Linked DNA regions of Callithrix jacchus: region 2 is linked to region 1. A link is a contact called in public Hi-C data. All regions are on one chromosome and are shown on one strand. The core of a region is the stretch at or near the end of the contact, and the rest is flanking DNA. Distances in the headings are between cores, read along the strand shown.

Region 1 (4,188 bases), core at 717-3,216:
GCCGGGCTCGGTACAGCTGGGCCAGTCCGTGGATCAAGGGGGTCAGCACAGTAGGTTGCCCAGCCAGGCAACGGGCAACCAGGTATGAGGCCTGGAAACAGAGAGTGGCCAAGGCCCGGGGTCCCCCTTCCAGTGCTGCCCTCTGCCACAAGCCGGCCAGCAGCTCTTCCAGGTAGTGCCCTGGGCTTGGAAGCTGGCCTTTCTCCTCCTCTTCTTCATCTTCGGCACAGAGCAGGCACAACAAATGCAGGCGGGCCAGGAGGGCTGTCGGCTCATGCAGCAGATTGGGCAGGAGACCACGGCATAGCTGGGGCCCTAGCAGCAGTGGGGCGGCCTCCTCACCTTCGGGGCCCAGTGGACAGTTCTCGGGGAAGCTCAGGAGGCAGTGCAGGTAAAAGAGATGTGTGGATGGAGGCAGGGCAGGGTGCTGGGCGGCCAAGGTGATCCGGCGGAGCAGCAGTGTTTCATCCTGGGCTGTGAACAGGGCCTCACCAAAGGCCGCCTTGAGCGCAAGCACCGCGTGCAGCAGTGTCAGCTGTGCTGTGCCTAGCAGCCGTACCAACTGCGGCTTAAAGAGTGCTGGTGGCTGTCCCTGCAGACCCCGCAGGGCCCAGCCCAGCAGCCACAGGAGCTGGGCCTGGGCCACAGGAGTGAGTAGATAGGAGGTGTCCAGAAGCTGGGCCACCGCAGCCCGCAGCTCCCGCACCTCCTCAGGGCTGTGCCCTCGTGCTGTAAGGCTACGCTCCCCGTCTCCCTCCTCAGCTGCCGGCCAGCTGGGTGCCTGGGGCTGAAGGCGTCCATCGCCCTCCTCCACTAGTGCCCAATCCCAGGGACCACCCGCAGTTGGGGAGACTCTAGCCGTGAGCAGTGCCCCCAGGCCAGCCCCAGCCCGGGACTGGAGCACCAGGGTGTTTCGCAAAGCAAGGGACAGCAGCAGGCTGAGCGGCTGGACAGGGCCCTCCTGCCCCAGCAGGCCCCGCAGCAGCCCCAGGGAGCCCCCAAGCAGCCCGGGCTTGCAGCTCTCTAGCTCTCGCAGGCACTCGCAGGCGGTGGCCTGCAAGGGACGCTGTTCCGAGGCGGGGACAAAGCCTCGCCCCAGATCGCTGCCCGCCGCCAGGCCGAGAAGTAGGGGCAGAAGCCGGCAGGAGGCGCCCGAGGTGGGGCCTAGCGCACCGCCCACCGCCAGGGCTGTGGTGGCCGCCAGCAGCAGGGGCCGGCGGAGAGCTGAGGGCCGCGGGGGTAGGAGGACCAGGGTGTCCAACAGGGAGGTGGCGGCCACCTCGGCCGCAGTGGCGTCCGGCCACAGCTGGGCTGGGTACTCCAAGCTCAGAGCCAGCAGGGAAACCTGGATGGGGGATTAGGAGGGAATCACGAAGATGAGGTTCCGGACGCGGCAGGCTGGGGTGACCCTGCGGGCCGGGGCAGGGGACACGTGGGGGCCTACCTTGGTCTGTTCGCTCAGCTTCTCATTCCTCAGGTCGCCCAGCAGGTCGCGACCCAAATCCTCCGCCTCGGGACCTGCCATGAAGGCGGACGGGCTGGCCCGGAAGGCCCCCAGGCGCTGGGCCCAGACGTCCCGGCTTAGGGGCCCCATGGTGAGGCGCGCGGGTCCCCGCGCAGGGGAGAGGGAGCCTCAGGCCGCGGCCGCCAGCAGCGCGGGGCCAGCCGCCGACCCCAAGGGGCTGCGGTCACCCCTGGCCGCCGCGCAGATGCCGGCGGGACCCGCGCCCTGCTCCCACGGTGAAACCAAGGCTCTCCGGGCCGACGCCTGGGCCCCCGCAGGACAGGAGCGGGGAGGGGGCGAGGGCGGGTGCGTGCGGAGAGCTCGTTAGGCCGCCGCCCTCTCGCCCGCGGCTCGCACCGAAACCACAGAGCCGCCCGGGCCCCCGGCGCCCGCGGTAACGGGCTGCGCTCGCCGCCTGACTCAGCCGCTGCGGGCGCTCAGGCCGGCCGTCTCCTTCCGGGCTGGCTGCGCGGGGCGGGGCGCGGGGGCGGCTGGGTCTGGGCGGGGCGGGGCGTAACGGGGCCGCCGCCTCCCGCAGGTGCCTACTCGCCGGTTTCGCGGGGGCTAACTGTCCCGCCGCGCAGGCCCTCTTCCCAGAAACCGCCGCAGGCCCGGGCAGGAAAGGCGGAGGGGAGTGAGTCGGGGCGGCGGAGCGGGGTGAGCCTGGGCCCCCGATCCCGGATCCCGCGGCGCGGGGCTGCGATTCCGCGGTCCTCGGCGGACAGCGGCCCTGCCCCACCAGCGCCCGCCAAGCCGCGCAGGGCGGCATCCAGCGCGCCCCCCGCCTGCGCCGGGGTGCACCGCACCCTGCGCCGGCCCCGCGGCCCCGGGGGGCGTGGGTGCGGGTCCTGGGGCTCCCGGAGTGGCCGCTGGGGGTTAGCAAGGTGCGGTCGCAGGGCGCCCGCAGGAAGGGCGCCCCAGCTGAACCGGTCGGGCGGGCGCCGCAGGGCTTGGCTTCGCTTCCCTGACGCCTGCCCAGGCCCCCCACCCGCTCGGCTTGGGGGCGAGGAGCCGGCGCCGCGGTTGCGGCCCTCCGGGAGCTGCTGACCTTTGTTTGCTCGAGGCCGCGCTGGCGGCCCGCAGGGGTCGTGACGGCGAGGGCAGGGCAGGGCCCTAAGTTGAAAACAACGGGATCCATAATCGGGAAGTGCGGGCTGTCAGGGCCTGGCCGGTCACGGGGCTCAAGGCACGCCTAGTGATGGGGAAAACAAGGCCCGCGAGGAGGGCAGCCTTGCCAACCGAGACCTGGGGCCAAGCAGGGCCGGAACCCAGCACTCCTGACTTCAGTGGGCTGGATTCTGGCTGTTTGGGGGTATTCGGGGGAGGGGGGTGTCTGGGCCGCGGTCTCTCCCAGGCCAGAGGCCCAGGTTGCAGGTACCCCACAGACCACCGGTTTCCAGAGCACAGAACGCCGGCGCCCAAACCCCACCACCCACCTCTGGCTCTAATTAGCCGCTTTGAAGATGAAACGGGCCTGAGCCCCCATGCAAGGCACTGCCAACTGGTCTCTCCCTACCCCATCCTGCTCCAGATGGGCGGTGGTAGAGAGTCGAGGGGTGGAGAGTGCCAAAAAGGAGGCTGTCTGGGTGCCTTCGGGGATGGAGAGATACGGACCCACCCAGAGGGACAGGTCCAGCCAGAAGGCCCCGTCCTGGCTCCTCGGGGCCCTGGCTCCACAGTTGACTCACAAGGGGCAGTCTCAAACCACTTCCCTCTAGGTACCTCAGTTTCCCCATCTATAAAATGGGAGTGATAACTCCCACCCAAGAGGCTGTGGGGTGAGGCAGCCTGGCTAATTAAACCCAAGATGAAAGAGGGCAGGATGAGAGCAGCCCTGGGGAGGGGAGGCGGCCTGCAGCAGGAGCCAGTCTGGTTTCCCTGTCTGAGCCCAGAGGGTGCTGGTAACCGCACATCCTCGGCCCTCCCCACCTTCACTAAGTGGTTATTAAACCCCTCACAGAGTTGAGGAGACAGGCTTCCAAGGGTCAGGAGGCCTGGCACTGGCTCCGGCCCCCGGCTCAGCCTCTGACAGCGTGGCCTCTGCCACCTCCTGCCTGAGTCTTGGCTCCTTGGGGCTGAGGGAGGAAACCCACCTATGGTCTCCAATACTGCAATGGACGAATCCACATAGACTCACTGAGGCTCCTAGCAACCCCAAGTACCAAGGGTGGGTACCAGGCACAGGTGAGAAAAGGGAAGGCCACGGAGGCGCAGTCACTCAGTCACAGAGCCCCTCAGAGTGGAGCCTGGACTTCCACAAACAGCCCCTTGCTTCATCTGACCTGGTCCTCCCCCCCGCACCAGGTACCCTCTTGGGTGTCCAGGTCCCTGGGTGGGCCTTGTTCCCACCTGTCTGCTTCCCTATGGGCGAGTGGTGCTGGCTCTGTCCCTGGCAAAGCCATCATCAGACTCACCCAGGACAGAAACATCCCAGCCAAGGAAGGCCCAGGTGTGGGCCACTGCCAGATGCTGAGCTGGGAATTCCCCGATCCATGCCCTCCCCCATTTCTTCTCCTCCTGCTGAGTTTCAGTCCTCCCCATGAAGCCCAGTTGTGGGCAGACACTAGACACAAGGCTTGGAAAAAGAAAAGTCAATTTCCCAAGGGGTCCTGAGCCTCAGTTTTCTCATCTATAAAATGGAGCTCACAGAACACACCCTCACAGAACTGGGTGATGAGGATACA
Region 2 (4,188 bases), core at 786-3,285, 36 kb after region 1:
TCTACCAAAAATACAAAAATTAGCTAGCTGTGGCGGTGTGCACCTGTAATCCCAGCTACTCGGGAGGCTGAGGCAGGAGAATGGCTTGAACCTGGGAGGCGGAGGTTGCAGTGAGCCGAAGATTGTGCCACTGCACTCCAGCCTGGCGAGAAAGACTCTCTCTCAAAAAATGGATCTCCTGCTGGTAACAGCTGGTTAATTAGTCTCTGATTTTCTGTCTTCCTACTCAAATGCCCGAGAAGAGCTCCTCTGTGTTTAAATATGACCAAGCATGAATCTCTGGTCAAGTGAAGACTATTTCTAGAAAACAAGTAAGTCTTCCCAAATTTATCTGCCTCAGCTAGGGCTGGCATAAATCAGTTTTTCTTGAATTGGTCTCCATTACGTATCCCATTTTCTTCTCATCTTATTTTATTGCCAAACAAGAAGTATGCCACCCAAGCCACAAAACGGTAGACCACCAATTTCCGTCCTGCTACAACAAAAATTCTCTAAGGTTCTACAAATACAAGCAATTATTACCGAAGGACTTGTGCTGTAAGGGAAGAAGAGGAATGGAAATATTCCGGCTAGCACCAGGACTTCTGGGGACCCCAGGGGCTGCCTGGGTCTGGTCATTCCCAAGGAGATAATGTCTACGGCTGCTGACAGGTCTCTCTGGTGACCACGTTTTCAGAACTGGGAATTGGTGGCTGTCTGATGCGTAGTCTGACAAAGGGCCAGTGTGTCTCTGTCCCAGAAATTGAGATTGTCCCAGAAATCTGAGGCCACCTGGTTGCTCGCAGGACAGCTCTGAGAAGACGTCATTCAGCTGATTAAAGCAGATGTTCAAACTCTCGTCCAAATCCACCTATTTATTCAGTTTGCATCCCCCCAACCCCCATCAGTCTCCTTTTTTTTTGAGACAGAGTCTTGCTCTGTCACCAGGTGCCAGGCTGGAGTGCAGTGGTGCGATCTCGGCTCACTGCAACCTCCGCCTCCCAGTTTCAAGCAATTCTCCTGCCTCAGCCTCCCAGGTCGCTGGGACTACAGGGGCACGCCACCACGCTCAGCTAATTTTTTTTTTTGTATTTTTAGTAGAGACAGGGTTTCACCATGTTGGCCAGGATGGTCTCTATCTCTTGACCTCGTGATCCACCCACCTCGGCCTCCCAAAGAGCTGGGATTACAAGCTTAAGCCACCTCACCCAGCCTCAGTCTCCGTTTTTTTTTTAAAAAAAAAGAGAGAGAGATGCTAGGCCAGGCATGGTGGCTCAGGTCTGTTATTCCAGCACTTTGGGAGGCTGAGGCAGGAGGATCACTTGAGACCAGGAGTTTGAGACCAGCCTGGGCAATATAGCAAGACCTTGTCTCTACAAAAAATAAAAGAATGAGCCAGTGATGCACACCTGTGGTCCCAGCTAGCTACTCGGGAGGCTGAGTGGGAGGATCGCTTGAGCCCAGGAGGTTGAGGCTGCAGTGAGCTGTGTTTGTGCCACTGGACTCCAGCCTGGGCAACAGAGCCAGACCCTGTCTCAAAAACAGAGAGAAAAGAGAGAGATGCTAGTAGGAAGGAACGTCACAGCCTGCACATTCCCCGAAGGCGGGTATTTATGGCCCTCTATCTAGCTGGCTCTTTCCAGATTCAAAAGTAATTATCCCAAAAGAAGGCTTTATGGTTAAAATTAAACCACAGCCCAAAAGCTATTAGAACTGGACTTTGAACGAATGCCAAAGAGGAGTTCTGGACATCTTCTTGACAGAAAAAGAAAGAGACCTACCAGAAGGAAGAAATCGAAAACAAACAATAAAAAAGTAAGTAAAATGTTGAAACCTGTTCAACCACCCCACTTCAGTTAGAACGCACTTTTTAACCACATTAGGAAAGCGAAACTCGCCGTGGGTGGGGTGGAAGCGCTGCCAGGTCATCCTGTCTAAAGAAACTCGGGTCGCGCCTACCTGAGGGACGTGCGGGCGCGGCTCGGCCCCCACGCGGCGCCCCGACACCCAGCCGGCCGCCCGGCTCCCGCAGGCGCCGCGCCCGCCCCGGCGAGCACCAGCGCATCACCCCGGTGACGTGGGTCACCTGCCCTGATGCGTTATTCCGCCGCTTGATGAAGAAACCAGCATCTAAGAATACACAGAGGCGCACATTAGCGAGCACGAAAATGCCCCGGGGACCTGAGAGCTGGCGAGGTCACGAGTGCCGGGCTCCGGGCGGGGGCTGAGGGCAGGAGCGGCGATCCGAGGCCGGCTCAGCGGCGCCCCCTCCTGGAAGGCCGGGAGCGCCTCGCGCGCGGTTGCCGGATGGTCCCGCGCGCGCGCCACTGCCCCCTGTCGGACAAACGCTCTGACCGTTGACTAAAGCAAGTATCAGACGCCAGCCCCGCTAGGTGGCAAGCACGCCCAGCCAAGCCTCAGTTTCCACATCTCTCAAATGGCTACGACAGCAACACTATCTGCCTTTGCACCCCCCGGAGGGTGACCAGGAGCAAATGAAGGAAGCTTCGCTGTTTCTCCCTGGGAAGGCCTCCTGCTTAGGCCCTAGCAAAATCCAGGTTACCTCCCTGAGGTCATGCTTCTCCCCCGTATCTTAACTAGGAGCACAGTTATAAAAACCACGGTCATGTTGTTCTAAGAGTGGCATCTCTCTTCTAGTAGCTTCGATAACTCCACAAATGTATTTAACATGATTTTCTTTTTTCTTTTTTTTTAAGATGGGGTTTCACCATGATGGCTGGGCTGGTTTTGAACTCCTGACCTCAGGTGATCCATCCACCTCAGCCTCCCAAAGTGCTAGGATTACAGGCATGAGTCACCGTGCCCGGCTAATGGGATTTTCAAATAATTTTTTTCTTTTTTTTTTGAGACGGAGTCCCGCTGTGGCCCAGGCTAGAGTGCATTGGCGTGATCTCGGCTCACTGCAATCTCCTCCTCTCAGGTTCAAGCGATTCTCTTGCCTCAGCTTCCTGAGTAGCTGGGATCACAGGAGCGCTTCACCATGTCTGGCTAATGTTTGTATTTTTAGTAGAGATGGGGTTTCACTATGTTGGTCAGGCTGGTCTCAAACTCCTGACCTTGTGATCCACCTGCCTCAGCCTCTCACAGCGCTGGGATTACAGGCATGAGCCACCGTGCCCAGTTCACATTTTTTCTTAAAAGCATGTATCATAATTTAAATTAGTTTTCTGGCAATTATCCATACACTGTCAAAATCCTCCACCACACTGTGAGTCCTGTGGATTCAGGGACCTCCCTGTCACTGTCACTGTTGTGTTTCCAGAATCTGCCTAGCATAGTGCCTGTCACACAGTAGGTGCTTGATACATCGCTGTTGAACACACATGAATGAAGCCTACGAGCTGGTGGAGGTTAGCCAGAAACAGAAAGGACAAAGTCAGATATGGGGGAAAATCCTGTTTCCAGAGTGGTAACTCAAGTTCATATTAAAAATGAGGCCAAAGAGGCCGGGCGCGGTGCTCTTGCCTGTACTCCTAGCACTTTGGGAGGTGTAGATAGGTGGATCACTTAAGGTCAGAAGTTTGAGACCAGTGGAGTCAACATAGTAAAACCCTGTCTCTACTAAAAATAGGAAAAAATAGCAGGGCATGGTGGTACGCACCTGTAATTCCAACTACTGAGGAGGCCGAGGCATGAGAGTCTCTTCACCCTGGGAGGCAGAGGTTGCGGTGAGCCGAGATTGCACCACTGCACTCCTGTCTGGTGACAGGGTGAGACTCTGTGTCAAAAATTTTTTTAAAGGCCAGGCACAATGACTCATGCCTGTAATACCAGCACTGGGGGAGGCCAAGGTAGACGGATCACTTGAGCCAAGGAGTTCAAGAGCAGCCTGGGCAACAAGGTGAAACTGCATCTCTGCAAAAAATACAAAAATTAGCCAGGCACAGTGGCACACGTCTGTAGTCTCAGCTACTTGTGAGGCTGAGGTGGAAAGATTGCTAGAGCCTGGGAGGTGGAAGCTACAGTGAACCATGATCACACCACTGCACTCCAGCCTGGGTGACAGAGCAAGACCCTGCTTCTAAATAATAAATAAAATAAAATAAAAATGAAAGGGCAGGCTCAGTGGTGAGTGCCTATAATCCCAGCTACTCAGGAGACTGAGGTTGGGGGATCACTTGAGCCCAAGTTTCAAATCCAGCTTGGGCAATAAAGGGAGACACCATCTCTATTTTAAAAAGAAAAAGG

Evidence for each region. A called contact is a pair of places that touch in the nucleus more often than the background predicts.
Region 2: a contact with region 1 is called in a Hi-C map of induced pluripotent stem cells, with 1.8 times the contacts expected there. The contact joins the enhancer-like site here to the promoter of AP5B1 in region 1. A contact is called at or near these places in 2 of 3 Hi-C or Micro-C datasets (induced pluripotent stem cells and skeletal muscle).

Annotation. Positions count from the first base shown.
Region 1 is chr10:122,858,204-122,862,391 of calJac240_pri, forward strand. It overlaps AP5B1 (adaptor related protein complex 5 subunit beta 1), which reads right to left and starts at 1,967. Exons shown (of 2, transcript XM_002755607.5): 1 at 1,445-1,967; 2 at 1-1,345. The coding sequence starts at 1,594.
Region 2 is chr10:122,894,401-122,898,588 of calJac240_pri, forward strand. All of the region lies in intron 4 of LOC103796388 (a long non-coding RNA gene), which reads right to left. Among named protein-coding and RNA genes, the nearest start is that of SNX32, 15 kb to the right of the region's middle. Within about 2 kb of position 2,036, at least 6 of the 16 cell types and tissues checked have an H3K27ac peak or open chromatin away from gene starts, as enhancers often do.